7 separate regions of the Mus musculus genome follow, and regions 1, 2, 3, 4, 6 and 7 are each linked to region 5. A link is a contact called in public HiCAR-type, HiChIP or PLAC-seq and promoter capture Hi-C data. All regions are on one chromosome and are shown on one strand. Each heading gives the region's core, a stretch centred on a gene start, on an enhancer-like site or on the middle of the called end of the contact. The rest is flanking DNA. Distances are from core to core; before and after follow the strand shown.

What was found. Promoter capture Hi-C pulls out the DNA fragments that hold promoters and counts their contacts. HiCAR-type assays count read pairs that join an accessible place to other places. HiChIP or PLAC-seq counts read pairs in DNA pulled down with a chosen protein or histone mark.
Region 1: a contact with region 5 is called in a promoter capture Hi-C map of embryonic stem cells, with 5 times the contacts expected there. The contact joins the promoter of Ddx43 here to the promoter of 4933433G15Rik in region 5. A contact is called at or near these places in 4 of 39 promoter capture datasets (cranial neural crest, embryonic stem cells, liver and 1 more).
Region 2: a contact with region 5 is called in a promoter capture Hi-C map of stem cell-derived epiblast-like cells, with 5 times the contacts expected there. The contact joins the promoter of Gsta4 here to the promoter of 4933433G15Rik in region 5. A contact is called at or near these places in 5 of 39 promoter capture datasets (cranial neural crest, hippocampal neurons, liver and 2 more) and 1 of 115 datasets of contacts at active chromatin or transcription factors (embryonic stem cells).
Region 3: a contact with region 5 is called in a promoter capture Hi-C map of pre-B cells, with 2.1 times the contacts expected there. The contact joins the promoter of Dnaaf4 here to the promoter of 4933433G15Rik in region 5. A contact is called at or near these places in 1 of 39 promoter capture datasets (pre-B cells) and 2 of 115 datasets of contacts at active chromatin or transcription factors (embryonic stem cells and stem cell-derived neural progenitor cells).
Region 4: a contact with region 5 is called in an H3K4me3 HiChIP or PLAC-seq map of stem cell-derived neural progenitor cells, with 7 times the contacts expected there. The contact joins the promoter of Prtg here to the promoter of 4933433G15Rik in region 5. A contact is called at or near these places in 1 of 39 promoter capture datasets (embryonic stem cells) and 1 of 115 datasets of contacts at active chromatin or transcription factors (stem cell-derived neural progenitor cells).
Region 6: a contact with region 5 is called in a HiCAR-type map of astrocytes, with 7 times the contacts expected there. The contact joins the promoter of Fbxo9 here to the promoter of 4933433G15Rik in region 5. A contact is called at or near these places in 3 of 39 promoter capture datasets (embryonic stem cells, erythroid cells and pre-B cells), 4 of 115 datasets of contacts at active chromatin or transcription factors (astrocytes, embryonic stem cells, stem cell-derived neural progenitor cells and 1 more) and 1 of 9 other capture datasets (adipose tissue).
Region 7: a HiCAR-type map of astrocytes shows a contact between it and region 5, with 6 times the contacts expected there. The contact joins the promoter of C920006O11Rik here to the promoter of 4933433G15Rik in region 5. A contact is called at or near these places in 4 of 39 promoter capture datasets (cranial neural crest, frontonasal cranial neural crest, hippocampal neurons and 1 more), 1 of 484 Hi-C or Micro-C datasets (CD4 T cells) and 1 of 115 datasets of contacts at active chromatin or transcription factors (astrocytes).

The regions. Positions count from the first base shown.
Region 1 is chr9:78,393,513-78,397,262 of GRCm38.p6, forward strand. Ddx43 (DEAD box helicase 43) reads left to right here and starts at 2,265. Exons shown (of 17, transcript NM_001191044.1): 1 at 2,265-2,614. The coding sequence starts at 2,368.
Region 2 is chr9:78,190,029-78,194,023 of GRCm38.p6, forward strand. It overlaps Gsta4 (glutathione S-transferase, alpha 4), which reads left to right and starts at 1,938. Exons shown (of 7, transcript NM_010357.3): 1 at 1,938-2,036.
Region 3 is chr9:72,957,201-72,960,729 of GRCm38.p6, forward strand. Dnaaf4 (dynein axonemal assembly factor 4) reads left to right here and starts at 1,585. Exons shown (of 9, transcript NM_026314.3): 1 at 1,585-1,797; 2 at 3,382-3,529. The coding sequence starts at 1,675.
Region 4 is chr9:72,804,978-72,808,547 of GRCm38.p6, forward strand. It overlaps Prtg (protogenin), which reads left to right and starts at 2,297. Exons shown (of 20, transcript NM_175485.4): 1 at 2,297-2,555. The coding sequence starts at 2,480.
Region 5 is chr9:75,407,875-75,411,695 of GRCm38.p6, forward strand. It overlaps 4933433G15Rik (RIKEN cDNA 4933433G15 gene), which reads left to right and starts at 2,310. Exons shown (of 4, transcript NR_040719.1): 1 at 2,310-2,892. Mapk6 (mitogen-activated protein kinase 6) reads right to left here and starts at 2,142. Exons shown (of 6, transcript NM_015806.5): 1 at 1,989-2,142.
Region 6 is chr9:78,106,535-78,110,468 of GRCm38.p6, forward strand. It overlaps Fbxo9 (f-box protein 9), which reads right to left and starts at 2,122. Exons shown (of 13, transcript NM_023605.2): 1 at 1,757-2,122. The coding sequence starts at 1,759. It also overlaps a transcript of Cilk1 not described here.
Region 7 is chr9:78,173,525-78,177,300 of GRCm38.p6, forward strand. It overlaps C920006O11Rik (RIKEN cDNA C920006O11 gene), which reads left to right and starts at 2,390. Exons shown (of 4, transcript NR_040401.1): 1 at 2,390-2,511; 2 at 3,047-3,218; 3 at 3,475-3,569. It overlaps Rn7sk (RNA, 7SK, nuclear), which reads right to left and starts at 2,109; the gene lies at 1,778-2,109.

The DNA of each region.
Region 1 (3,750 bases), core at 1,015-3,514, 3.0 Mb after region 5:
ACACATACCATATGCCCAGAATTTTACACTGACACATACACACACACATCCCTCGATACAAGAAAGTCTTCTAATACATTTCAATGTCCTTTCTTGATAAATATTCTGAAAAAAAAAAAAAAACCTTGATAAAGGGACAGGAGAGACGCCCAGCACTAAGAGCATTACCCTGCTTGCTCTTCTTGTGGACAGGGCTTAATAGTCATGAATCTACATGGTGATTCACAAGTCCAACTCCTCTGTCCACCATAGCAACAGAGGGATGGACAGCTTCAAGCGATGGCAGTCTGGCGCAAATGGGATTTGAGTATGCAGCTAAGCTGCCCCTGAGTCTTAACATCCTTGGGAGCTTTTCAGAGAACCTGGTCCTTGAGCATCCTTGAAGGAAAGAAGCCAAAGGTGGGTAAGGCAAAAAAAGTAAAGGAGGCACTGGTGACACACACGCGCCTGTATGTGTATTTGTGTGTTTATTTGTGTGTGTGTGTGTGTGTGTGTGCGCGCGTGCACATGTCTCTGTACACTTCACTAAGACCTTCCATCCAGAGGTAACCCCTCTGAGAACACCCGAGCAAAGTAGACGTGAGTGTAAACTTTCCACCTGAGAAAAGAAACCGTCTTCCAAGGCTCTGTAGGTTAAAGTTGAGTGGTTCCCTCCCCCCACTTTTTTTAGTCTTCATCCTTTGCACTATCTGGAGGGAGAAAGTAGGAGGTGGATGACCCAAAACCTCTCAGTCCGACTCTCTCCTTGCTTAGTAAAAACCCACCGCGTCATGGATTGAACTAGTACAGGGTGATTCTTAATTCCTTTTCCAAAAAAAGGTTTAGTGATACAGATCTGGAAGAGAAAATGCATTTGTTTTGTTTTGTGAAAAGTACAGAAAAGCAGGAAGCTTGCTGTTACCCCACTTTCTCCCTCTCTTCTCCTCTCCCTCCTAGGAGTCGTCACGATTTCCAATTTACCCAGCAGCTTTCCCCTCATGACGGTGGACAGCACCCCTATCATTTCTCCAGAGCAGTACATCGGTTATAGTAGAAGAGACTAAACTAAGAGGTCATTGCTTAAAATCCAGTTCCCAAAACAGCTCAGTATCTGTGGCGGGAAAGTCTGACCTTCTCAGAGGAGGTAGAATATAATTCTTTCTGCTTCTAGTTTCTGGAAAAGGTTCATTACCCAAATGCTAATACCAGACAAAGGCATTGCAAGAAAGCTGCTAAACAAAACCTCTCATGAACAGCCGGGCCCAACAAACACCCAGCGACGTTAGCACATCAAAACCAGCAGTCACTTCTGAAGGCGGTTATCCACCCACTTCAGGATCAGAGTCTGCATGGACATTTAAGATTTGCTCTACTTCTGGCTTCTCCTGGCTCCCCCGTGTCCACACCCCCATTCTATGCTGTTTGGATTACTTTAAATCCTCAAGCACAGTCAAGACATGTTTTGTGATTGGCTTATTTTTTATTTTGCTCGATGTTTCTGTGTAAGTCCAAGATGCTTTGATAGTTTGGTGTTTTATTCACATTCCCCCAGAGAGTATTGTATCAAGAGATACTGTTGCTACATCTGTGTGTCATGAAATTCATCTATAAGCCCAGCACTTGAGTGCCCACTCCCAGGCAGGAGAATTAAGGCTATCTTCAAAGATATTAGTATACATAGTATTATATAATATAATTTGATGTAATTTATTTAACCCAGGATGGACCCAACCTTCCAGTTTTTCCTCAGTGTCTCCTACAAGACATTCAATGCTAAGATTCTGCGTGTCCTCTGTTTGATGGATGGTTGACCTGTGATCTAGTCTGACAATTCGAGGATCCCAATCCCAGCAAAGGATGCTGGAGCTTAGGCCAGGCCTGGAGGACTGTGTCCAGCTCCAAAATCCTTGCAAAGCTGGGTGTGCTTCAGGCAGTGCTATTTTTTTTTTTTTTTAACTTTAGGTATTGGGGAGTGTAGATAGGGTATCCTGCGCTTAGGCAAGCGCTTTCATCGAGTTATTTTAAGATAGAGCCTGAAAGTAATTGTCACGCAGACCCTCCTGCCCCAGATCTCAAGCCTGTACATTAGCCCGTCATGAACCTGAATTTCGAGGCACGGTTGGGATCGTTTCCGTGGCACGGAGACGCACTGTCCTCAAGCTGATGTTCCCAGCCAGACACTAGCCGGGCAAATAGGGGTCCAGGTGGCCGCTCGGTTGCAAGCGCCGATTGGTCAGGCCAGCCAGGCCCCGCCCCCGAAGCGCGGCGGCCAATGAGCGCGCAGAGGACTGGCGGGCGAGCTCGCGGGCGGCAGCGGAGTTTTTCCGACGCCGCGGCCTGTGCAGCTGAGTCTGGAACGACGTGCGACGCGCGGCTCTCCTCAGAGCCATGTCTAGGCGGGAACCCGCAGCCAACGCTTCCTCCTCGGGCGTTGCTCCCCGGCGAAGCTCGACCGGGTCCCGGGGCGCCGACCGGACAGCGACGGAGGAGACGAACCGGAGAGGCCGGGTCGGTAGCAGGGGTGCGGGCGGCGGCTGGAGAGAGCCCGCCGGGGCCGCCGAGGCTACGGCCGCCGGCCGCCGCGAACCGCCGCTCTGCTTCGGGGTGAAGAACGATGTGGTGGGCGCGGTGATAGGTGAGCGCCGGCGGCGCCCAGGCTCGCTGCATGACGGGGCGGCGGCGTCGGGGCTCCAGCAGCGCGGGGGCGCAGTTCTATGGCGGGCCGGGGCGTGTGTGGGAGAGAACCTCCTGGAAGACTCGCGCGGCATCCGCGGTAAAGGTCTTTCCGGTTTCCCGCAGGGGCCAGCAGCTCAGTGCGGAGGTGCAGCCATCACCCTCTAGGTCGTTTTCACACCTAGTGTGCTTTAGTGTCAGGTCAGAGCCGCAGCTTCGTCTCTGCCAGGAGGTTTAACTTGAGGTGAATGTAACTGCGGAGAGCAGTACGCGGGAGTCTTAGATGCGCAATTTTCAACTTTTCTGAGATGCATTTTACAGTGATGGAGATGTTTCCCTCAGTTGGCTTCAATTCTTAGTTTCAGTTATAGGGCTTTTTGGGGGGTGGGTTGGGGTCCGTGAAGTGAATATATTTAGTTCTAAAAGCCTGCTTTGTGGCATTTAATCGTATGTTTTAAGGCTGGTTACTAGAATAGACAAAGATTCCGTTTGCAGGGTCCAAGCTCCCCCGCCCTCCCCACCCCTCCCAATCTGAACAAGAAGCCCAGTATTTGAACGGGAAGCTCACCAGAGAACCAATAGGTTTGCGACAGATATTAGACCCGCTGCAAGAAGCAGTGAAGTCTAGGCATTGGAATACACACGACTCGTTGGTTGTGCATGCTACTGTGTTTGTTTGTTTGTTTGTTTCTTATTCTGGGTATTGAACCCAGTGCATCCCAAATAATTAGGTGCATCCTGAGCTACATCCCTAGCCTTGCAACCTAGATGGTTTATTCCAGTGTGTGTTAAAATATGACAATCTTTATTTTTTCCTCTACTGTTCATCTTCTCCCACCCCACTTCCTTCTTCCCTCTCTTTTTCTTTCTTTGAACTCAGGATTGAACCCAGAGCTTCATAAGAGTTAAGCCTATCTTTACCCCTAATCTGCTACTCAGCCCCACCTTACTTCTATAGTTAAGAAGTAAGCATATATAACGAGCGCAGTGTTAGTGGTAATGGGAGATTGTGTCCCAGCTCTTCCGTGATTAGAACTATACCGCCTCTCAGCTCCTCGTTTCTCCTTGGTCTTGTGCCTCCACATCACCGCTCTCTGC
Region 2 (3,995 bases), core at 688-3,187, 2.8 Mb after region 5:
TTTCGTTCCCTGGAAAGATACAAACAATGTCTATTCACCCAAGATAGGGCATCTGTGACAGACAAAGGAGAACTTATTTAGAAGCCCATTTATCTTGCTAAACCACTTAGTTTACCATGGTTACTTACAGAGCGTGACTGAGGGATCACTTCCTGGAGTATGGGAGACATTAGGGAAGCTGCGTCTCTGAGAAGTCCACCTCAGCATGGGTAATGAGAGCTATATCCCAGAGCTTATTGGACAGCTTGAAGTCAGCTGCACAAAGGCAGCCTCTCTTCCATAACTGTCTTACTAATTTAACCTCAAAGAGTAGCTTCATGAGCCTTTCTTAAGTTCCCGGACTCTTTCGAGCCTCATCATCCTACCAAGATTCTTTGCCACAACCAAATCAAAACCTGCTCTCACCTTTAAGAGTTAAGATGATTGATCTACAATTAAATTTGATTTAATCCCAGCAAAGGCAGGCAGACCTCTGTAAGTTTGAGGCCAACCTAGTCTAGGGAGCAAATTCCAGGGCTGCCGGGCTAGACCAGAGAAAGCCTGTCTTGGGGGGCCGGGGGTGGGGGTGGGGGCAGAGAGCAGAAAAAGGAAACTTAGTCAATATGGAAAAAGAACAGGGATCCAGGCATCCAGGGACACACCCATCTTCCCCACCTCAAGTCCATCTTCCAGGTACTGAAGTGAGTTCAGAGTTTAACCAGAGAGCCTCAGGCACGCACATCTAAGCGGTCCTGGTCTAGGCAGTGGTCACGTGTGCTCACTGCTTTTCTGTGCTTCAGTCTCATCTTGTAAGACGTTCTGACTAACTCTTAGAAACTGTGCCAAAGGAATGTTTCCCAGGAGACAAGATCCCCCTCTGACTGGATTCCTGGGGAGTGTCCCTTTTCTTTGAGGTCCATTGTTTCCGTAGTCTGATAGTCGGACTGAGAGACACAAAGTGTCTCTTTTCAAATGTATTTTTGCCAGCCTGTTACAGAAACGTAAGCCATTTTGCATTGGGGCAACTGGTTTGAGGGGCAGCACTTTTAAAGAGGTGATAAGGTGGATGAGGGCTCCGCTGTCACGAGTGAATTAATGTCACTGAGGAGCGGGTTAGGTACTGAAGAACTAGCTTGCCTCAGTTTTAGGCTTCAAAGCCGTCCTACAGTAAAGACAAACTAGGTTTATTCCTGTTCATGACTGTACCTCTGTTTCTCAAAGGCAGAGCTATGCCCCACCTGTAACCTTAACTACAAACGGTTCTTGATGGGCTGCCTATGACTGTTCCAGGAATGGCGGTCATGCCTTTTTAACCATCTGCCCCATTCTACAGGGTAAAATGAAAGGGGAAAAAATTCTTTAAGGAGAAAGAGAGGGAGGGGGCAAAGTTTCCCATTCATCGGGAGTCCACCCCTAAGGTGAATGCACGAGCTTGCCGCTTTCTCTCTCGTCAAGGGAGGGCACACTTTTTTTTTTCTTTTATTTTACCCCATCCTCAGCAAGTGAAAGAAAGCCCCTCAATTTTGGCTTGCCCAACCTCCAGAACTGTACGTCTCTAATTTGTTTTCAAAAATAAAGTCTTGAGTGTCTATTTTAGCATCACAAGAATGGACCACAGCACGATGCTCCCAGTCGCTGATTCCTCTCTACTGTACTTTTGTTGGCAATGAATACAATGAATTCACAAATCTGCAAGCTCTAACCTTTCAATAGGTTGATGTTATAGTTATTTTGAATACAGTGCATTTATCTGAACTGCTTATATTACTGGGTTCCCCCGTAGAGAATGTAAACACTTCCAGCACAGGAATCGGAGTCCTCGCGTCAGCACCCCCAAAGAGTGTACTCAGTAATGAGTCAGCGAAAACTTTTAGAGCAAACCTGTTCTTCTCCCCGGGAAACAAAGCGTTAACCAACGTGCCTAGGGGGCGTGTACATTTCTTAAATGTTCAATGGCTGGTGGGCGGAGCTTCCAAAACGACCTGCAGGACGGTGAACTTTCGCTCGCAGAACCGCTTCTTTCCAGTGCCTGGAGACAACAATCCCACAAGAATAAGGTGAGTGAGTGCGTACATGTGTGTGCGTGCGTGTGTGTGTGTGTACTCCTCTTGCACTGAGTAGTTACATAATTTTGCTAAAGCTACAGTTTATAATCCGCAATTGTTTTAACTTTGTGATTTATTTGCTGTTCACTATCTCAAAGCTTGTTTAGGCCAAATAAAAGGCACAAATTTTTTCTGCCTAGTAGATGAGCGGTTGGTATGGTCTAAAGGTCTTGGTAGGGTTCGTTTTCTCTGCCATTTAAGTAATTAAAAGGCAGGAGGAATTTCAACTGCAACAGATAGCAGTGAAGAAATCTCAAACCCTGCAGACAGGAGCAGAGACTCAGCAGCTGAAGAAGGGGGCTTGCTGGAGGCAAGCAACCACCCACATGCAGCAGACACACAGAGAAAAGATCTGCAACACTGAAGCCACAAAATCTAAAAATCCCCGATCTCTTCTCGAGGGCTGGATTTGTTTGTTTGTTTGTTTGTTTAGTCTCTGAAGACCCCCCCCCCCCAATATAGGGTAATCACTTTAAAGAAAAGAAGTTTCTCTGGCCTGTGACTCTCGTGTAAACCAGCCCTAATCCAGATGGCCTAGAAGGTGTTGAGTTAGTCCCTCAGCAGTGGCCTGCTGCTGGGAGGTAAAAGCCTGCAAGGCCCTGGTTTTAAGGGGCCAGGCTTTTGTCTCAGCCTGGAGGGTATAGAAGAAGCCAGCCATCTTGGAAGTTCATCAGGTTTCTTACATATCCATGGCCCCTCTCCCTGTCTGTCTAACTTCTAGTCTCTCATGATTCTGAAGAAAATAGCAAATGGACATCTATCCAATGGACACGCGTGCGTTGTCTGTGCACAGCTTAAGTATGACTGGGCACACCAAAACACCCTCACACATTATAACTTCAAAAGTTGAAGAGACCTGAGAAACCTGCACATCAAATCCTACACTCTCCTGGCCCTGTGTGGAGTCAGAGCAGTTAGCACTCCCTCCCTGTGACGATGCTCGTGTGTGTGTGTGTGTGTGTGTGTGTGTGTGTGTGTGTGTGTGTGTGTGTGTGTGTGTGTGTGTGTGTGTGTGTGTGTGTGTGTGTGTGTGTGTACGTACTCGGGAGCGCAAATGCCAGCCTTGGGAACAAGAAAGCAGCATCCCGTAGCCTCCCCTGAGACTCATACCCCCTTTTGATTAACAACCAACTTTTCTCAGGTGCAGATGGCTCCTGCCCTCGAAGGAAACAGAACCCAATACCCTTGAAATGATAACAGCCCACTCTTAGACTATGAAAAAGAGACAATTAAGTGTTCCCAGACAGCTGTGGCCAGTTGTAAAACTACACCAGCTTCCTATAGCACAAGGTACTTTTCCCAGGTCGGAAAGGTTCCTTTCCAGCTGCACGTTCCGCCCCGCTGTCAGAACAAACCTGATATCAGGTTTGAAGAGCAGAATTCCTTTACCCTCTCATGGAATGCCAAGGCTTGGAAACCCGGCCTGCAGTTTTTTCCTTTATAAACCCCCTTCACTTAGACCTGGGGGTTCACTCTCTTTCCTGTTTCATCAGGAAGGTTGGTGGCCCAAGCTCGAGCTTGAATAAAGACCCTCATGCAATTATAGCAGGTTGTGATTCCTGATGGTCTCTTTGGGGTTTTTACAATCTGGGCACAACAAAGTAAATACATAAGACTTTTTTTTAAAAAATGATTTTATTTGTTTACAGTTCAAATGATATTCCCCTTCCCGGTTACCCCTCCACAACCCTGCCATCCCACCCCCCTCTGCCCCCTCCCCTTTGCCTTTATGAGGGTGCTCCTCCACCCATTCACCTACCCCCGCCCCCCGACTGTTCTAGCACCCCCCTGAGCTGGGGCATCAAATGTCCACAGGACAGAGGGCCTCCCTTTGATATCAGATAAGGCCATCCTCTGCTACATAAGTATCTGGTACCATGAATCTCTCTTTGGTTGGTGGTTTAGTCTCTG
Region 3 (3,529 bases), core at 335-2,834, 2.5 Mb before region 5:
CTGTAGCTGTCTTCAGACACACCAGAAGAGGGCGCCAGATCTCATTACAGATGGTTGTGAGCCACCATGTGTTTGCTGGGATTTGAACTCAGGACCTTTGGAAGAGCAGTCGGTGCTCTTATTCACTGAGCCATCTCACCAGCCCCAATTTTTTATTTTTAAGTATGTGCATGTGTGTATGTGTGTGTGTGTGTGTCTGTGTGTGTATACAGTGCCTGTAGAAGCCAGAAAAGACACAAGAGCTTGAGACAACATGCTAGGAACAAGAATAGAATAAAAAGAGGGAAATGGCAAAAAGCAGGATGAAAGTGAAACAAATCAGCAGGATGTTAGGTTCTCTGCTCAGAAGGACTGACAAAGGAGCAGAAGTTTGAGATAATGATCTGCTGACAAAACAGGTCAGGATCAGGAAGGGAGAGATACTAACACCAACTCTACTGATCCTAAACTTTCTGCAATAAATTATGCTGGAGTTTAAACATTTCCCTAAATGCTCTCCAAACTTTTTTTTTCTAGTTTAAAATGCAGCATTCTATGTGCAAATAACTTCTCTAGTACTTAATTACATTTATCATTCACATCAGACTCGCGTAATGTAGAAACTGGGCCTAAGGAAGTAGTGTAGAAGGAGCATTTAGAATAAATGAAAGATCTCAGTCATTTTTCTGCTAACAATGCACATGGCACTAAAGACGTTGGGCTGAACTACACGGCCTTCAAGTTTCTTGGCAGCTGAAGTTCGGTGTGTATTATTGAAGTCCAGTGTAAGCTACTGGGAAATGGATCAGTTTAAATCCAATAGATCCTACTATGGAATTGCAGCAAAGTTTATTGTGAGGCTTTTGGGTCTCAAAAATTGAAGTTTAGGTCCCTTCCCAGGGTTAAGGGAATGTACACACCAGTGCTCCTAGGATGGGTGACGGCGTCAGCCCCTGAACATCAAACGTTGCTTTGTATTTTGAGACAGAATATTTGTGTTTATCAGGGTGGGTCTCCAACTGAGGGCTCTGCTCAAGTCGTGAGATTACAGGCTACCACACAGCAAATGGTCAGAGCAAACCAAACGTCCTGACTCTAAATGTGCCTTGCTGTCACAATGTACACATTCCAGCTCTGCCGACCCATATCCCTCTGCATCCTAAAGCTCCAAGCTTTTTCCTTTCCAGAGCTGGGAATACAACCCAGCCTCTCCCAGGGAGCCACACCACAGCTTCTCTTCTCCTTTAGCAAAAAGTCACTTTAAACTATTTGTATGTAATTAAGTTGTGCCTGCGTGTGAGTGCGGTGCCCTCGGAAGCCAGAAGAGGGTATCAGATTGGAGCTCCTGGCGCTTGAGAGACGCCGAGCACGGGTGCTGAGCCTCGAACTCGGATCCTCTGGGAAGCAGTGCCTGCGCACGGCAGTCTCCTGTCCCCGAGCCCTCTCGTTTCCGTGTTCTGCTCTACTTCGTCCTCATTCTCTCAGAGGCAGCGGGGACACAGATACTCCAGACTCAAGTAGGACTACCGACAACTGCAATACCCAACATAGTGGGAGACCGAGGGTCCTACTGGACCCCTGACCCGGAAGGACCCTAAGGGCCGGAAGTGATGGCAACCCCGCAATCCCCGCTTCCCTAGCAACCCGATCGGCTTCCTAGCGACGTAAAGTGGCTGTGCAGTCCCTGGTCCCGCCATGCCAGTGCGAGTGAGCGAGTTCAGCTGGCAGCAGACGCCGGCCACGATCTTCCTGTCGCTGCCTTTGCGGGGCGTCTGCGTGCGCGATGCTGACGTATTCTGTGGGGAAAGTTACCTGAAGGTGGGCGGGGCGGAGATGCAGTTGCTGTGCGCCCCGGGAGCAGGAGCTGTCTTGTAGAGTGTCCATGGCTTTACTTTTTTAAAGTTAATTTTTAATTTACATTTTTTACCCTTAATTAATTTATTTTTGTTATGCTAAGGATCAAACCCAGCATCCTGTGTATGCCAAGCCACTGAGCTACATCTCTAGTAACTATGTATATATTAAATGTATGAATGCGTGCATTCATGAGTGTGCATCAGGTGTGTGCAAATGCCTGCGAAGGCCAGAAGAGGGGGGTCAGATCTCCTAGAACTAGAGTTACAGATGGTTGTGAGCCACGCAGGATGGAAGAATAAGTGCTCTTAACCACTGAACCATCTCTCCAGCCCCAATAGCTACAGGGGTGTGAGCAGGGTGGAGGGTGTCTTATTCTGTAGCCCACACTGGCAATCCTCCTGCCTCAGACTTCCAAGTGTTGGGATTAATGGGATGCTCTCCCATCCCTGGCTAAACCTCAACTTAAAGTTGATAAACAAGTCTAAAGCTGCTGAGATGGGCCAATGAGTTAATGCACTACCACCAAGCCTGACAGCTGCAGTTCCGTCCCCAGAAAGGAGAAAACCAATTTCTCACAATTCTCTGACCTCCTCCTGCGTGCCATGGCACTCAGACCCACACACATGCGCACAACGTTGTCATTAAAACAACAGCTGGGCAGTGGTGGTGCTCACCTTTAATCCCAGCACTTGGGAGGCAGAGGCAGGCGTATTTCTGAGTTCGAGGCCAGCCTGGTCTACAGAGTGAGTTCCAGGACAGCCAGGGCTACACAGAGAAACCCTGTCTCGAGAAACCAAAAAACAAAGCAAAACAAAACCAACCATCCAACCAACCAACCAAACAAAAATATCTAAAAAAAAAAAACAAAAAAACCAAACCAACAACAAAAACAAATCTGTTGTCAGTGTGGTGTCATCTAGACATATTCAGGTTCCAGATTTGCTTTCATCTATTGCGTCCTCATATGCTTTGCTAAATTATGCTGCCTGGAATAAATTCAGTGGGGTTTTGAGAAACATTTTACACACACACACACACACACACCGGGATGGAGAAGGGGAGGGCTGGCTTCAAACTGGCTCCCTCACTTCGTAGCTGAGAATGGCCTGGGATGTCTGAGCACCCTGCTTCTACCTCCTGAGTGCCCGGATAACAGGCCTGGGACACCACACCAGGAACTATGTCCCCACCCTAGCATGTTTGCTTTTTTTTTTTTTTTTTTCTGGAATAAACGGTTGTAAATTTTTTTGATTTACCTTTATTGATGTGTGTTGCAGATTTGGCTCTGTGCATGAATGTGTACCATGTGCTTGTCTGATGCCCTAGGAGTTCAGATGAGGATGTCAGATCCCCTGGAACTGGATTTCAGAGGGTTGGGAGTTTCCATGTGGGTGCTGGGAACAGAACCCAGGTTGTCTACAAGAATAAGTGCTCTTAACCACTGAGCTGTCTCTCCAGCTTTTTTTTTTTAAGATGGCAGTGTCTTTAATTTGTGTAACTAACTCAATGCCTCTCTCTCTCTCTCTCTCTCTCTCGTCTGAACAGGTTAACTTTCCTCCATTTTTATTTGAGCTGTTTCTCTATGCTCCTATAGATGATGGGAAGAGCAAAGCCAAGATTGGAAATGACACGATTCTTTTCACATTGTATAAAAAGGAGCCAGTTCTGTGGGATAGCCTTTCTGTGCCGGGTG
Region 4 (3,570 bases), core at 1,047-3,546, 2.6 Mb before region 5:
AAATAGGAGATATTACTAATAAGAAAGTCTGTGCTGGTTAGTATGTCAACTTGGCACAAGCTAGAGTCATTTGGGAGAGGGAAACTTAATTGGATAAATGTTCCCGTCATACTTGAATGTGGGCAAGCCTGTGGTTCATGCTCTTGACTAAGGATTGATGCAGTGTCTCTGTGGGCGGTGCTACTTGTGGGTTTGGTGGTCCTGGATGCTGTATTAAACAAACAAACCACACACACACACACACACACTCACACACACACACTCACACACACTCTCACACTCACACACACTCGCATGCACACACACTCACACATACACACACACTCACACACACACACACACACACACACACACACACACACACACACACACACACATTCTCTCTGACCAGCCAGGAAATGGTACTCCTCAATGATCTCTCCTTCCTGCCTCCAGGTTCCTGCTCTGACTTCCCTCAGTGATGGATTGTTGGCTGTGAGATAAAATAAACTCTTTGCTCCCAACTTCTCTATTAACCTCACAGGTTCATCATGGGAGGCCAAGGAGTACATATGAAAACTTTTGAGCAGACCACAAATGTTATACATGGTCAGAGGAAGTCTCTTCCTGTCCAGTGTAGTGCAGTAAATACACGGTCAACTTGGTTCAGCATGGTGTTTAAGGAACATCATCTTTCTTCATTTTGTTTCAATGCAAATACTGTTCCTCAAAGCAGCACCAAGTCCCAAGTCATTAAAGACCCCTGGCTGTAACTGAATAAGAACATCTTATTAACACATCTTATCCAGGAAACAGAAACACTTGGGGTCTGTTGGGACTAAGAAGCCCAGAGGGAGAAGAAAATAATCATAATAGAGAAAAATCTAGCCAGTCTGGGAATGCTGGCTCAAACCTATGCCAGCCAGTCTGGACAGCATAGGAGTGAGGCCCATGTTTGTCTGGACTGCAAATGAGACCCCGTTTCAAAACAACCCAAACAAAAATGTAATTTAAAAGGCAATAGTTCCATATGTCATTTTTCTTTCTATTCGAATTTATATTCTGAGGTTTAGAAATTGTCCAAACTCATCTAAATTATAAGACAAATTCGGACGCAACTGTTATTTTACACGGGGTTAAAATGAAATTGTAAAGTAGACTGACTTTTCTTTAAGTACATTTTAGAGTAAGTGCGGGAGTCCTAAAGGCTTTCCAAAACCACTCTCCCCTCTCTCACTCCCACCCTCCTCCCCGCATGCAATCAGGAGGATTCCTGGAACTTGCTAAAGGCAGTTAGTGACAAAAGCTAGATTTCCGTCAGCGGCTTTAATTAAAGTTAGCTTTTAGCCTGTGCCCTCGTCATGTGCCAAAGATTTAGATCGGGATTAGCAAACGCTAATCCACGTGTAAAAGCTCTGTAGGCTCCATACGGTACCCCCCCCTCCCCCCGTTAGCCCGCCCTCTTTAAATGTACGTATCGACTCCTCTGGGTTATCCTTAATTAATTTCAAGAGCTGTGAACAAATTCCCATCGTTGGTGTCTTCTTTCATCAGCCTAACTTTTAAGCAGGTAACCCCCAAAGTCTGGCCTCGCACAGCAAGCCCTGGATAGCCCCTGGTCTCACTTCTACTCTCTCTACTTTCTGAGTTTAGTTCTCACATTAAAAACTTAATTAGCTTGAAGCAGTGTTAAAACGTCCCCCGCCCCCCAAAGTAACTGCTAATTTTAGGGCTCTCTAAGATGATTTTGAAGCCAGGGCTGGATCTGATGAGACCAGAGAAGATAAGAACAGTCTCCAAATGTGGGTGGTAGTTGGGGGGTGGGGGTTGTCGCCATAGGATGCCTCCGGGGGCGCTGACAAGCCTCAGAAGTGGGAACTGGGTTTCCCTGAACAGGGCCTGGGCTGGTGAGCAAGGCAGGGGGATGGGCAGGGGCCATCAGGGGAGAAGTCTCCGGCCTTTCCACATCTCTCAACACCATCCCTCCACCCCAACCCCCTCCTCCGTGCAGAATCTTCAACTGGCCCGCAGGAGGGAGAAGGGCCCCGGGGGGCTGGCCGCGGCCAGGAGGATTGGCCTTTGTGGCCCGGTGGCCGGCCGTGGCGCGCAGGCCGAGGGGCGGGGGCTTGACCCCCAGGTGCATTGTCCAGCGGGGCCCTCCCCCTGTCCCCGGGGTCGCCCAGGCGATCTCAGCGTGTCCCTCCGCCAGCAGCGCCGACCTCGCCGTGCGGGGCCCAGGGGCCAGATGTAGAAAGTAGTCCCCGGCCGGCCAGGCTGTCCACTGCGCCGCCCTCTACAGCCTCCCTCCGCCCCCGGCTGGACGCGGCGCGCGTGGTCCCCGCGGCCTGGCGCACTCGCGGGGCTCCGTGCGCCTGCAAGCGGCGCGTCGCCTTCCCACGCCGGAGCAGCGGGTTGCAGCAGGAGCTGCGGGTCCAGGAGAGCAGCGGGAGCAGCGGGCGCGGGCGAACAGCCCGGGAGCATGCCCGCGCAGCCCCGCTGAATGGCGCCTCCCGTGCGCCCGGGGATGCTGCCCCTGCTGCTGTTGCTGCTACTGCCGCCGCTCGGCTCGGTTCCAGGTGGGCGCGCTTCCCATGCGAGTGTGCGCGACCGTGCGCGGGGAGGGGGACGGGCAGGGATGCCCCGGGTGGTGGGGCTGGCCAGGGTTCTCTCCGGATGCGCTCTCGGAGCGCTCCGAGGCCGAGGCCGAGTCTCCCTGGATCCGCTGACCACTAGCCCAGTTCATGCCATTGTCCGAGCTGCGGCCAGCTGGGGGCTCCGCGCTGCCTCCCCGGCCGCGGCCGCACGTGGTTTTATTTATATTGTTTCCTGAGTGGCAGCCTCTCCACGCAGGGGGGCGCCGCGGTTGCGCGCCGTTTCCAGGGTTTGCAGTGGGGTTCCTCCAGGTCTCGGTGGCCAAGCGGGGCGCCCCACGTTTTCGAAGCTCCAAACTGAGCAAGAAGATGGGAGGATGAAATTGCAAAGAGAAAGTTGTATGGCCCATTTATGCCCCAAGAGAGGCAAGGAGAAAGGTGTCTGAATAGAACTTACTTTCTGTATGTAGGTCTTTGGGTTCCCAGCTAGAGGTCCCTGAAATCTCTAGATTAACCTTGCACAAACTTGCATAAATTTATTTATTTCCCTTTCTGCAGTCTTGGTTTCTTCAAGGACAGGAAAATGTAAAGTGAATATTAGGGAAAGGAGGGTCTTTGACGAGAGGGGCTTGAGTTATTCATTTATAAGTTACCCTCACTGGTCTCTTCCTCCTTCTCCTTCTCCCCTTCTTTCCCCTCCTCCTTCTCTTCTTTTCTTTCTTTTTTTTTTCTTTCGTATCTTTTTTTTCCCCCCCTGGAGGAGTTAGTTTCAGTTAGCAAGAGAAAGGATCAAAGTGGGATGCGGCTCAGAAACACAATGGGCGTCTTCCGGAGTGGTGCACGCTGCAGGGCTGTTGGGGTAGCTGCCCAAGGCAGACCTTAGGGGAAGTCTGGAGCCCCAGACTCTGAGGTTTTCAGGATCTATCTTGATCAGAAACAGATAAATCATTACTGAGTATTTGTAACCAGGGCCTCGAACTGACCAGAAGAAATGTTTAAA
Region 5 (3,821 bases), core at 1,060-3,559:
GATATGGACAGAAACACTTTAGCCTATCATTTAAAAAAAAAAAAAAAAGCCACGTAGTAGTGGCGGCAGTGGGCAGGGTGAGTCATCACCCAACTCCAAAGTTGCAGCCTTCCTTCTGTGCCTCCTCCCACTGGACCCCAGGCCCTTCCCCGGGTCCCCTGAGTCAGCAGGCCTGCGAGGTTGTGAGTTCTTAGTTCTCACATCCTCCGGGAACTTACATAAAATGCTGCAGCGCTCTCGGCACTTACACTTGTCTTTAAAACCGTTGTCTTTTCTACTGAGAAACTAAATGTTCCGCAAGCCAGTCCTCCCCAGAATCTTTTTTAATCGCAAAAAGTGGGCAGGCTACTTTAATCCTCTCCTGCAAATGACTAAACTGCAAAATATCCTCATATAGAAAGCTGACTTTAAACAATGTTTCATTTTCCCAGGGTCTTTTTTTTTTTTTTTTCAGGAACAGTAATACTGAAGCGATAGAACTGTCTGCTCAAATCTGACAAGCTTCCGAGATGACAATTATTAATTGGGACATCAGTAAAGCAAGATTTATGATGTAATTACATTAATACAACATATATTTTTGTTAAAGCAGCTTACAAACAGGTTTTTAACAACTACAAGCTAAAGATATGTTTCTTCCACTCAATTCAAAATTATTTCCAAACACTAAAATCTGTCATTTCTAGAAACTCTCAAGCTGGGGACAATGGTGCACACGTGTTAAACCCAGCAGGAAGCCGAGGCAGGAGAATCGTTACTCAAAGCCTAGCTGGGACTACGTGGCGACTGTCTCTGCAACCAACAAAATCCCTTTGAGGACTGGACCCTGGTTAGACCCCACATTCTTCTCAAATTCTTTCCAACGCAGTTCTCCAACGTTAAAGAGACAGAACGTCAAAACCCAGAATTTTACCAAAATAAAAACGCTAGAATAATCAACAATTTATTCTGAAGCTAGCTGCTCTTCGTTTGATGGCCTGAGAACGTTTTTATTTCCCCCTCTGACAATCATCTATCTGTATCCATAAAAAGTTAATACTGCCTCCGGACTCTTAGCAACGAACACGAACTGTTTAGATACTGTAAAGAGACCTAACTCCCCTTTACCAAGTCCCTGCGCTCCATCTTTCCTACTTTCAAGTCAAAGAAAGGTAAAACACGAAAGCGATCTAAAGGAGCTTGCTGCACGCAGCTTCCCCAAGGCACCTGAGCCGGAGAGCCAAAGCCAGGCAGGAACAAAAGGCGGCCGAAAGCCCTCCACTCCTCACAACTCCCAAGTCCGATCATAACAAGCTCCAAGTGAGGAGGCCTGTAACCGGTAACGTACGTTTTCATCAGGGTGTTTTTCCGGATCACACCTTAACGTCCGGAAAGGTGTCAGGAGCCCTGTCTCAGGCCGGTCCCCGGCACCTCGTGGACCGCCAGGCACAAACTTGGGCGGACTTAGGGGCAGGAGCAGAGCGCTACGCAACGTGCCGGAGACTTTGCCCGGCCGGAGTCAGCTGAGGCCGAGTCACCCGGGCAGGCTGGGGAGGGGAGGAGACAGGAGAGCTTGAGGGAGGCAGCGAGCCAGGAAGGCAAGCCTCCACCGCCTCAAGCGCTCCTGGACCACCGCCCTCGCCTGCGCGTTGGCGGGGACTCGAACCCGCGGAACCGGGCGCGGGCGGCGGGGACTCGAACCCGCGAAGCGCAGCCCGGTGCAGGCGGCGGGGGCCCGCCAGCTATGCCTGCGGCCGGCTGCCCGGCGAGGGGCGTGCCGGGTGGGAGGGGCGCGCCGGCCGCGCCGCCAGCCCCACGCGGGGACCTGGCCCTCGCAGCCGGCCGCGCCGCCCGGGCTGAGCGGGCACACGGAACAAAAGCGTCTTTGTTGAGCGGCGGCCGCCCGGAGGGTCACACACAATGGACGCGGGAGCCGGCGCCGCCGCCGGGCCCTCTGCCGCTCCCTCCCGCGCCGGCCCGCACCCGGCCACACACACATACACACTCACGGGACTTCTCCGACTCATCGACAGAGTGCAGGGCCCGCGGACAGCCCTCAAGGTCGGCTCAGGTCTCCGGCTGTGCTGGCGGCAGCGGCGTTTCCGAGGCTCTCGCTTTGCCGCAGTCGCCGCCATGTAACCCCGACCCGCCAGAGAGGGCGCGGAGAGAAGGCGGGGCCTCGCAGAGGCACGCCCCCTCACGTCACAGGCTCACTCCACGGCGGCCCCGCCCCCGCCAGCCGGGGAGCCGCACGCGCCGGAATTTCCAACGCCCGTGACTGCGCGCGCCGCGGGGGCGGTCGGAGCTGCACGCGGCCTGCTGGCGGGTACACCCCGGCCTCAGCTGAACCACCGCCCAGAGTGTCGTACCAAGTGACCCGACAGGGCGAGCGTCTGAACGGCTGCTGGGTCCCGTGCTGTCGGGAGGAAGTGGGCGAAGGCGAATATGCTAGGCCAGATTGTTGAGCAGATAAGCTCAGGGTGGTGTTGGGAAGGCCCCTGGGATCGGTCCCCGGGGTCCGTTGGCTGCTTCTAGAAGCATCCGCGGTAACCAGGGAGGTGAATGAGTGAGGGGTCCTGGGAAAACTGAGCAAAAGCTCAGTCAGCAGGGTGGCTGGCTTGTTGAGATCGCTGAGACCAGCCAGAGTTTGACATAGGCGTGCTGAGAAAGGTAGATAGCTGCCCTTCCAGTGCTTAGATGAAATTTAAGTATTTAGGAACTTAGATATAAAAAGCACAGGGTTTGCCTGGGAGTAGTGGCACATGAGTTAACTAGTCTATGTAGTGCCAGGACAGCCTATGCTATATAATAGACCCTGTCTCAAAAGGCTGGGAGAGCTTGTTGTTGTACCCCTGTGATCCCTGTCTTGGAGACCAGAAGGATTAGAAGATACAGTTAATCCTTGGCTGCATAGTGAGTTCAAAGCCAGCCCAGACTACTGAGACCCCGCCTCACAAAAAAGAAAAATGAGAGGTTCGGTTAGCCCTTTCTATCAGTGGTAATTGACCATCCTAAAGAAAATATGGCCACTGCAGTCCATGATCCACTGTAAGCAGCAAACCCCTTTCAGAGATGACACAGTCACTTGAAGTTAAGAGCTTGAGAGGAGCTTCAATGTTTCCTAATACAGAGATACATTAAAATATATGCTTTGTGAGACAGCATCTCTCTATAACTCAGCCTGCCCTAGCACACCTAATCTCCCTGCCTTAGCTTCCCCAGAGCTTGGATTATAGGCTTAGGCAGCTGAGCCCAGCTCTATTATATTTAAAGCAATACCATCTGAATACCAGGAGAAGAGCAGTAATGCCTACAGAAAGCGAGATTTACAGCTGTTGAGTGCAGCCGGCACTGTGAAGTTCTGCTCCACCGACCCACTCTGTCCTCCCTCTAGTTCCTCCTGATGGACTCTGGGACCTCCATCTTCCTCTAATGGCTGGACCCCCCGGGGTGGTGGTGGTGGTGAGCATAAATAGCAAGCCGTATGCTTTCTCTCAGAAAGTTTATAATGCATCTCTGCTGACTTCCATTAAAGCCAGCCATATTGCTTTATAGGAGTCAAAGGAGTCCACGATGTTAAGTGTTTGTGGAATCTTAAAAGAGAGGTCAGGGTGAGCTAGGTACAAAATTTTGGAGATTTGGTTTATGATAGGCCTTTCATCAAGGGGTCTTGACTGGGACTGAGTGGTGTGACAGTTTAGGATGGGAAAGGGAAGAGTTTTGAAAGAAGTCTAGGAGAATTTAATGTTGGATAAGCCCAGAATCTTGCTGGGGGCGGGGGGTGGGGGGAGGGGGGGTGGAAGGCGAGTTTACCCTGATGAGTTTAGTCACTTATGTGTTCT
Region 6 (3,934 bases), core at 872-3,371, 2.7 Mb after region 5:
TGGCCTTGAATTTGCAGTGATTTTCCTGCCTCAGACTCTCATGTGCTAGGAGGAATTTGAGTGTGAGCACTATACTGGGATCTCTTTCTTTGGAGAGACATCTGTGAGCTGGAGAGATGGTTCAGCAGTTGAGGGCTGGATAGTCTTCCAGGGGACCTGAGTTTGGTTCCCAGCATTCGTGTCCAGCAGCACACTGGAATTCTCTTTCTGGCCTCTGTGGGCACCTGCACATACACGGCATGGTGTCTCAGTTAGGGTCACTACTGCTGTGATGAAACACCATGACCGAAAGCAACTTGGGGAAGAAATGGTTTACTTGGCTTACATTCCCACATCACTACTCATCACTGAGGAAATCAGGGCAGGAACTCAAACAGGACACAATGGTGGATGCAGGAGCTGATGCAGAGGCCATGGAGGTGTGCTGCTTACTGACTTGTTCCTGCATGGCTTGCTCAGCCAACTTTCTCATAGATCCCAGGACCGGCCTGCCAAGGGATGGTACCACCCACAAAGGGCTGGGCCCTCCCCATCAATCACTAATTAAGAAAATGCCCTGCAGGCTTGACTGCAGCCTGATCTTTCGGAGACACTTTCTCAGGTGAGGCGTGCCTTCCTCTCAGATGACTCTAGTCTGTGTCAAGTTAACATAAATCTAGCACACACTTTAAAACATTAATTTAAGGAGAGGGAGAGAGGGAGGGAGAGAGAGAGAGATCTGTAAAGAGAATTAGTGATTCTGAATTCTGGGTCATCTTTTCAGATGTGATTAAAAGTTTATCACAGATCACAGTTAATAGGTTTGCTAATATTGAAGATCTGGTACTGCACCAAACCCCACACCATGCCAGGCTAGTCGGAGGCTCAAAAATAACTAGTTGAATACAGAATGCCTATCTCAGAACAGAATCCATTGTTAACCTTGATTTTGACAGTAGGAACTGGAATTTTACTACATTTAGTCGATTTTAATCCCACTTGAAATAAGCAGGAGCTTAGTTAATCATCAGTATTTTCATAGTTGAAAATTACTCAAGCATCATGGTATAGTTTAGTGGGTTAGTTTCTTCGCAGATGAGATTAACTGAACATAAAGAAGGTTAAGGGCTTAATCGTGGTTTGAGGACTACTTTTGAAAGTTTAGAAGAAGAATCAATTAGTGTGTTTTCTGTGCACCAGACTAGTTTCATAAAATAAACCGTTGCAGCCAATTCATGTTAAAAAAAAAAAAAAAGCCACTTGAGTGTTCTCCCAGTCAGTCTGGTATCTTTCATTCTTAAATCATCCAGCCCTAGCCGGAAACTAGTTTCTTAAGTCACTGCAGAGCCTACATACTCCATGCAACAGTCCCGTGAGACCGGAGCTGTCACACATGGAGCTTGGCGCAGTCTCTCCGTCCGCACAGCAGAGAAGCGGCTTAGGCCCTCGCTATCAAGAAACTTGGCAAGAATCCCTCCAAGTCCAGTTTGCCAGCACTGCCTGCGAATATCCTACCAGGGCCACTGACACCTCGAGGGCGTGCGTCCCAAACGTGGAGCTCCCGAAATCATCTATGGGCCGGGCTGCCAGAACAGAAGCGATCAACAAGTGTCACCGCTTGCCAGGGCCACCTCCCTTGTGCAGAAGCCAGGACAGGTCACCTGAGACCCGACTCCCAGCTCGGACAGTCTGGAGTGACCGAAGCGGGCCTTTCCTCGGCTATCCGTCAAACCCTGCCCTCACCACCCGGCCCTTGCTGCCCTCCCTCCTCGGTTACCATGCTGGCCGGCGGCCGGCCCAGTCGAGGGGCTTCCCGCGCCCGGCTCCCGGAGGGGTGGCGGCTGCCCGGTGTCTACTCCTGCCCGTCTGCTGCAGCGCGGCTTAGCAGAGTTCTCGGTCGGAGAAGCGCACCAGGCAGCGGCAATAACTGCGGGCCCGGCGTACGGCAGCCATTTTCGCGGGACAGGGGGCCGGAGGCAGGCGCGCTGCGGCGGCCGGGGACTCGAGCTGCGGAGGGGTCGCCGGTCGCCAGCGGAGGCCGAGCACCGAGCGAAGAGCTGAGCGTCGGCCCAGCAGGAGACGTCTGGACGCAGCGGCGGAGCTGCCTGCTCTGCTGCGGAAACTGCGCCGCCGCGCCGCGCATGCGCAATGCCGTCGTCGCCGTCGCCGCCGCCTGCTTGGCTACCAGCCACCCGTCGCGAGCTAGGGTGATGGGCCTACTGTGTGCAGCCGTCGGTGGAGCTAAGCTGGCCCGCCTCACTCAGCCCGCCTGTTTGATGCTGAGAACACCCAGGCAGGAAGGAGCAGACGTTAGCTCAAAATGTTTGAACCTGAATTTGGAGTAGAGCCCCCTGAGTCGATCCTAATTGGACATTAGGGGACAGTACTTTAGGCGCCCTGGACACTGGGTGCCCTGTCAGAATGAGAAAAGAGAGCGAAAACTCAACAATCATTGAACCCCACAGACTCTGAACCGAAGAAAACGTACGCTCATGTGTGCAGCCGGAGAGTGGTAACAGCCAACGCAAGTCACGTCGAACTACAGATCCCACAATACAACGGGGGAAGGACGGCCCTTTTCAAGGCCTGAAACCCGACTCCTGAAGGAGTGGACACTACAAGGGACGCTGGGATTTGTAGTCAAATGTTCCACGTTGAGCCGGAACTTACACCCACCCACCCCCAACCCGGTGCCACTTCTTACAGTCCAAACATCCGATTCCACGTCAATAGAAGGCACTTGGATTGCACATTTTAGAACTTTTTCACCTACAGGCATATGCTAGCAAAACTTACGGGCTTCCTGGCCTCTGACAGACATTTAGACAACATTTATTGAGTTTCTGTAAGTGTTAGAACCTAACAGCCAGGACGCTACATTCACCCGACTTCACAGAACTTAAAATTTTATTGTGCTACTTTATTCTGGAGCTCAGAAATGAAGTACGTCTTCGGCAAAGACATGGAGGTAAAAGGGGAGGGGTGCAACTTGATTACAGTAAGAAATTGCAAATCCTGTGTATGTTGTCTATTTAGTTAGTTTGTATTCCACTGAGTCCAGTTAATGCTGGAATATTGCCTTATCTTTTGGGCCTGATTTTGTAGAAATTATCATAATTTCAGTAGGCTGATGAATACACCTGTCGTGACATATCCAAAAGACAGCATCTCGGAACACTCTTTCCTGTCCCCGGGCTCTTACATTCTCTCCACCCCATCTTCTTTAATGTTCCCGGAGCTGGGGGCTGGGGAGTGGATATAGATATGTCCCATTTAGGGCTGAGCACTGTCACCTATTCTCGGCAGATTTTGTAAATAATGGAATCCACCTCTAGGTGGAGACTGTCCTTGGCTCCTCCCTTATAGACTAATCTAGTGGGATATAGGTCAGGGACTTGGCCCATGGGATTACCCCTAGGAAGGTGAAATCAATTTAAGACAATGTCATTTTTCTTCCAGAATCTAGGGTGTCATTCCCTAGAAGCCACCATGAGATTCAGGCAGAACCAGGTAAACTTTTTCTAGCTAGAGACCAAGAATGCTTTTACATTCCTTAACTAAAGCTTTGAGCTTCCTTGTCCTCCGAAGTTCCCCTTCCGGTCGTGTTCCACGCCTGTTTCTCTGCTTCAGTCTCATCCTCCTGGCTGTTTCCCGTTTTACAACTCGCCAGTCCTAGTTTTCCTAGTTCTTGAGGTGCTGTCTGTGTCCAAATTTAAATTATTTTATTAATGAGACTAAGAACCCTGGAAGGAGGCTTCTATTTCCTCGGAATCGTATGGTGGCTCTTCGGGGACTTCCCCGAGATTTCTTAACTGCCTTTTAATTCCTTTCTTTAAAAGACTTGCTTACTGTTACTTCTGTGTGTGTACGCTTGTGTAAGTTTATGTGCCACCATGAGTGTGAAGGTTCCTAAACAGGCCAGAAGGTATCAGGTCACCTGCAACTGGACTTAGAG
Region 7 (3,776 bases), core at 1,140-3,639, 2.8 Mb after region 5:
ACCCATTCTTCCCTATACTTCAGAATTATACAAGCAAAAAACACTGATGTACTTTAGGGGTACCCCACTGTCACACCCAGTGTTCCCAATCACTTGGGAGAAACAAGGTCACTCATCACCCCAATTCCTGATGGCATTTAAGGTCGCCCCTGACAAGAACAAGAGGTAGAAACTAACTAGGCAGCTTAGGGTAATAAGACCCCAAGAAAAATAACCATTTTTTTTTCTTGGCTAAGAGCCAGAAATGAAAGACTGGGGAGACAGCTGAGTGGTTTAGAGCACTTGTTACACTTAGAGAGGACCAGAGTTCTGTGTTCTTGGCAACCCTTTGGTGGTTCACAACCATCAGGAACTCCCAGTTTCAGGAGATCCAACACACTCTTCTCAGCTCCTCCGGCATCAGATACACATGTGGTGCATATATAAATAAAAATGTTAAAATGCAATAAAAACTAAAAACTAAAAATGATATCGGGGCCTCTTGACAGCCTTGTCCTTGCCAGAAGTGTTAATGAGGGTGCTAATCCCTGATTTTTAGTTAGGGTTACCTTTTGAGGGGGATGGATATTAGTGTGTAGTAATAAACGTGTATTAAGATAAAATTCCTTCTGGTCAAGAGAATAGAACCTGATGAGCTAGTTGGGCCAAGTCAATCACTCAGTGAAAGAACCACTCTAGGGAGTTTACTGTAATTCATGCTAATGAGGCAGAACAATTAGCCTTACAATGAGACATTGTCTTTTCATTTTCAGAATGTCAGTCTACAGGGTCACCAATCTGCCTGCTTTTCTAAATTATACAGAAAAGTGTGATTTCTTCTCTCTTTTCTAATCTAAGCATGCTTCCATAATGCTTGGGCTTCCCCAGCATTTTGGGTCTTCTTACTCTTTCTCTAAAGTTCCCTCTCCCACCATGAAGCCACTTATCCGTGCTAGACTAAATGGGATGACTTTGCTCATTACCTTCTCCATTTTCCTCCTTCAGCAGCTTAAAGTTACAGCCTACCTGTCCTGGGTGTTTGCCTTTTCGAGTGTAATAGCATTTGTCCTAATAACATTTTTTTAAATAAATAAATTTAAGCAGGGACTGGTAAATAGGCTCATGCTCTTATTTCCAGAGTTTGGGAGGCAGGCAGATCTCTAAATTCAATGCTACCCTGGTCTACAGAGAAAGTCCCTGAACAGCTAGGGCCACACAGAGGAAACCTGAAACAAACAAACAAGTAACTAAATAAATGTTTAAAACAAGAGAGAGAGAGAGAGAGAGAGAGAGGAAGGAAGAAGGAAGGAAGGAAGGAAGGAAGGAAGGAAGGAAGGAAGGAAGAAAGAGAGAGGTGGGGTAGAACTGTTCCCAGACAGAATCTTTGTTACGACTGCTTGGAACCTTCACCTGAACTCATATTCTCTCTCTCTCTCTCACACACACACCTTTTAAACATATTTACATCTCTATTTACATCTATTAACATAACAGAATTTTTAAAGATTTAAAAAATTTTTAATTAAAAAAAAATTTTTTTCCTGTCTCTAGCTGCATAGTCGGCCATCAGTGGAAAGAGAGGCCCTTTGGTCGTGCAAACTTTATATGCCTCAGTACAGGGGAATGACAGGGCCAAGAAGTGGGAGTGGGTGGGAAAGCGTGTGGGGGACTTTTGGGATAGGATAGCATTGGAAATGTAAATGAAATAAATACCCAATTAAAAAAATAAAAATATATATTTTTTTTAAGTTAAAGAATAAAATAAAGTTTTAAACGAAAATTAAATTGCAGGAACTACAAAAGAAAGGCAGACTGCCACATGCAGCGCCTCATTTGGATGTGTCTGGAGTCTTGGAAGCTTGACTACCCTACGTTCTCCTACAATGGACCTTGAGAGCTTGTTTGGAGGTTCTAGCAGGGGAGCGCAGCTACTCGTATACCCTTGACCGAAGACCGGTCCTCCTCTATTCGGGGAAGGTCGTCCTCTTCGACCGAGCGCGCAGCTTCGGGAGGGACGCACATGGAGCGGTGAGGGAGGAAGGGGACACCCGCCTAGCCAGCCAGATCAGCCGAATCAACCCTGGCGATCAATGGGGTGACAGATGTCGCAGCCAGATCGCCCTCACATCCGAGAGTAAGCAGGCTCTTGGTAGGTATATAAGGCCATAGAATTTTGTAACTTTACACATGTGGTGACCTTATGTAGCCGACTGTACTTGATATTATAACAAATCCTGAATCCGTTTTAGGGTTAAATAATCCTTTTTATACTCGCTTCGTTCTAAGTTTAAATTAAAATACTTAAATTTAGGATGTTTTTACTGTTAACCAAAATGCTTTGGGGCTATGCAAAATACAACAGTTTGGATTGGTTAAACCTTCCGAAGCCCCGCCCCCGACGGCCATGTCTATTCTACGGCCCGGCTCTGCTCCTGGCCCAGGCGCCCGTGTCCGGTGCGGTCCCATACGAGATGGGTTCTCTGCCTTCGGTGCGTGTCGGCGCCTCTGCCAAGGCGGAGCGGACGGCGAAAGGTAGACCCAGCGCATCTCCAGCTTCACGAGACTCACGCGGCCTTCCGTGGGCCGTAATCGTCTGTCTCCCTCTGTGGCCGAAGTGACACACCGAAGCGAGTAAAAAGCTAATTCCTAGAACAGTGTGATGCACCCGGCCCTCCGTTGGCTTCCCGTGCCCTTTGTAGCTAAATTTGGAAAATCCTGAGTTTCTCAAAGTCCAAGAACTTTATAATGTGCACTGCTAGGCTAATACCTTTACAACGAATGCCCCCCAGCTTCCCTGAATCGGAATGTGAAAGTGACACACTGAAAACCAAGGCTAAGGGTTCTGTCCTTTCTTTCACGTGTTAAAATGGTGGCATCTTTTTAATGCGCGAGGGAAAACGCAACAACAATAATAAAACACTCCTCCCAAATCCTGAACATTCAGTTATGTCCAGAAAATTGGGATGAAGATAGGACTTTGCTTTACCGCTCTGTACTGCGTTCGGGTTTTTTGTTTGTTCGGTTTGTTGTTTGGTTTTTGGTTTAGTTTGGTTCGTTTGTTTTCCAGAAAGGCCGAAAGCCATCGTGACGTCGAGGCACAAGCTCCACTGTCCTAACAGTAGAGGTCGCATGGAGTTCGTGAGACGGGCATTAGCTGCCGCTGGAGCTGTACCCAGCCCACCGTATTTTCACAAATTAGCCAGACAATACGCCTTCTCTTCGCATCACTACTGGTCCGGGTCAGCCATAAGATCCTTCCTGTTAGGGACTTTTCTTTGAACTAAGATGTAATTAACGGGATTCATTACCCCTTTTAAGTTACCCTTGGTTTCTACGAGGGATAACAGGTAATAAGGACAAAGGGAAGTAATGTAAATTTTGTCAGTTTTATTGATTATACACCCTCTAGGTGAATTTTCTGTACCTGCGTTGCACGGTTGGAAGCCTTGTTTCCTGGCCTGCGAGTGCAAGTTTTGCTTTTGTTCTATTCTTCAGCTTCCTGTGGAGATTTTCAGATACAAGCAAACAAAACATTGCATAACTCTGTGTGCAGCCCTTACCCGGATGTGTGCAGCTTTAGGGTGTGCTTGGTATGTCTCCTGCCTCCTCTTGGTTTGTGGGAGTCTTTCCTCCTAACATAGTTTCATATGGGAGTGCCACGATTTGGTATTTATTTCCAACGGGTAAAGGTTATCACACCCACCAAAAAATCTGCAAGGCTTTATCCTCAAAGCAGTCTGTCTCATGCGGAGTTTTTACTAATGTGTCTCGGTGCTGCTCTAAACAAGGTCTGTAGA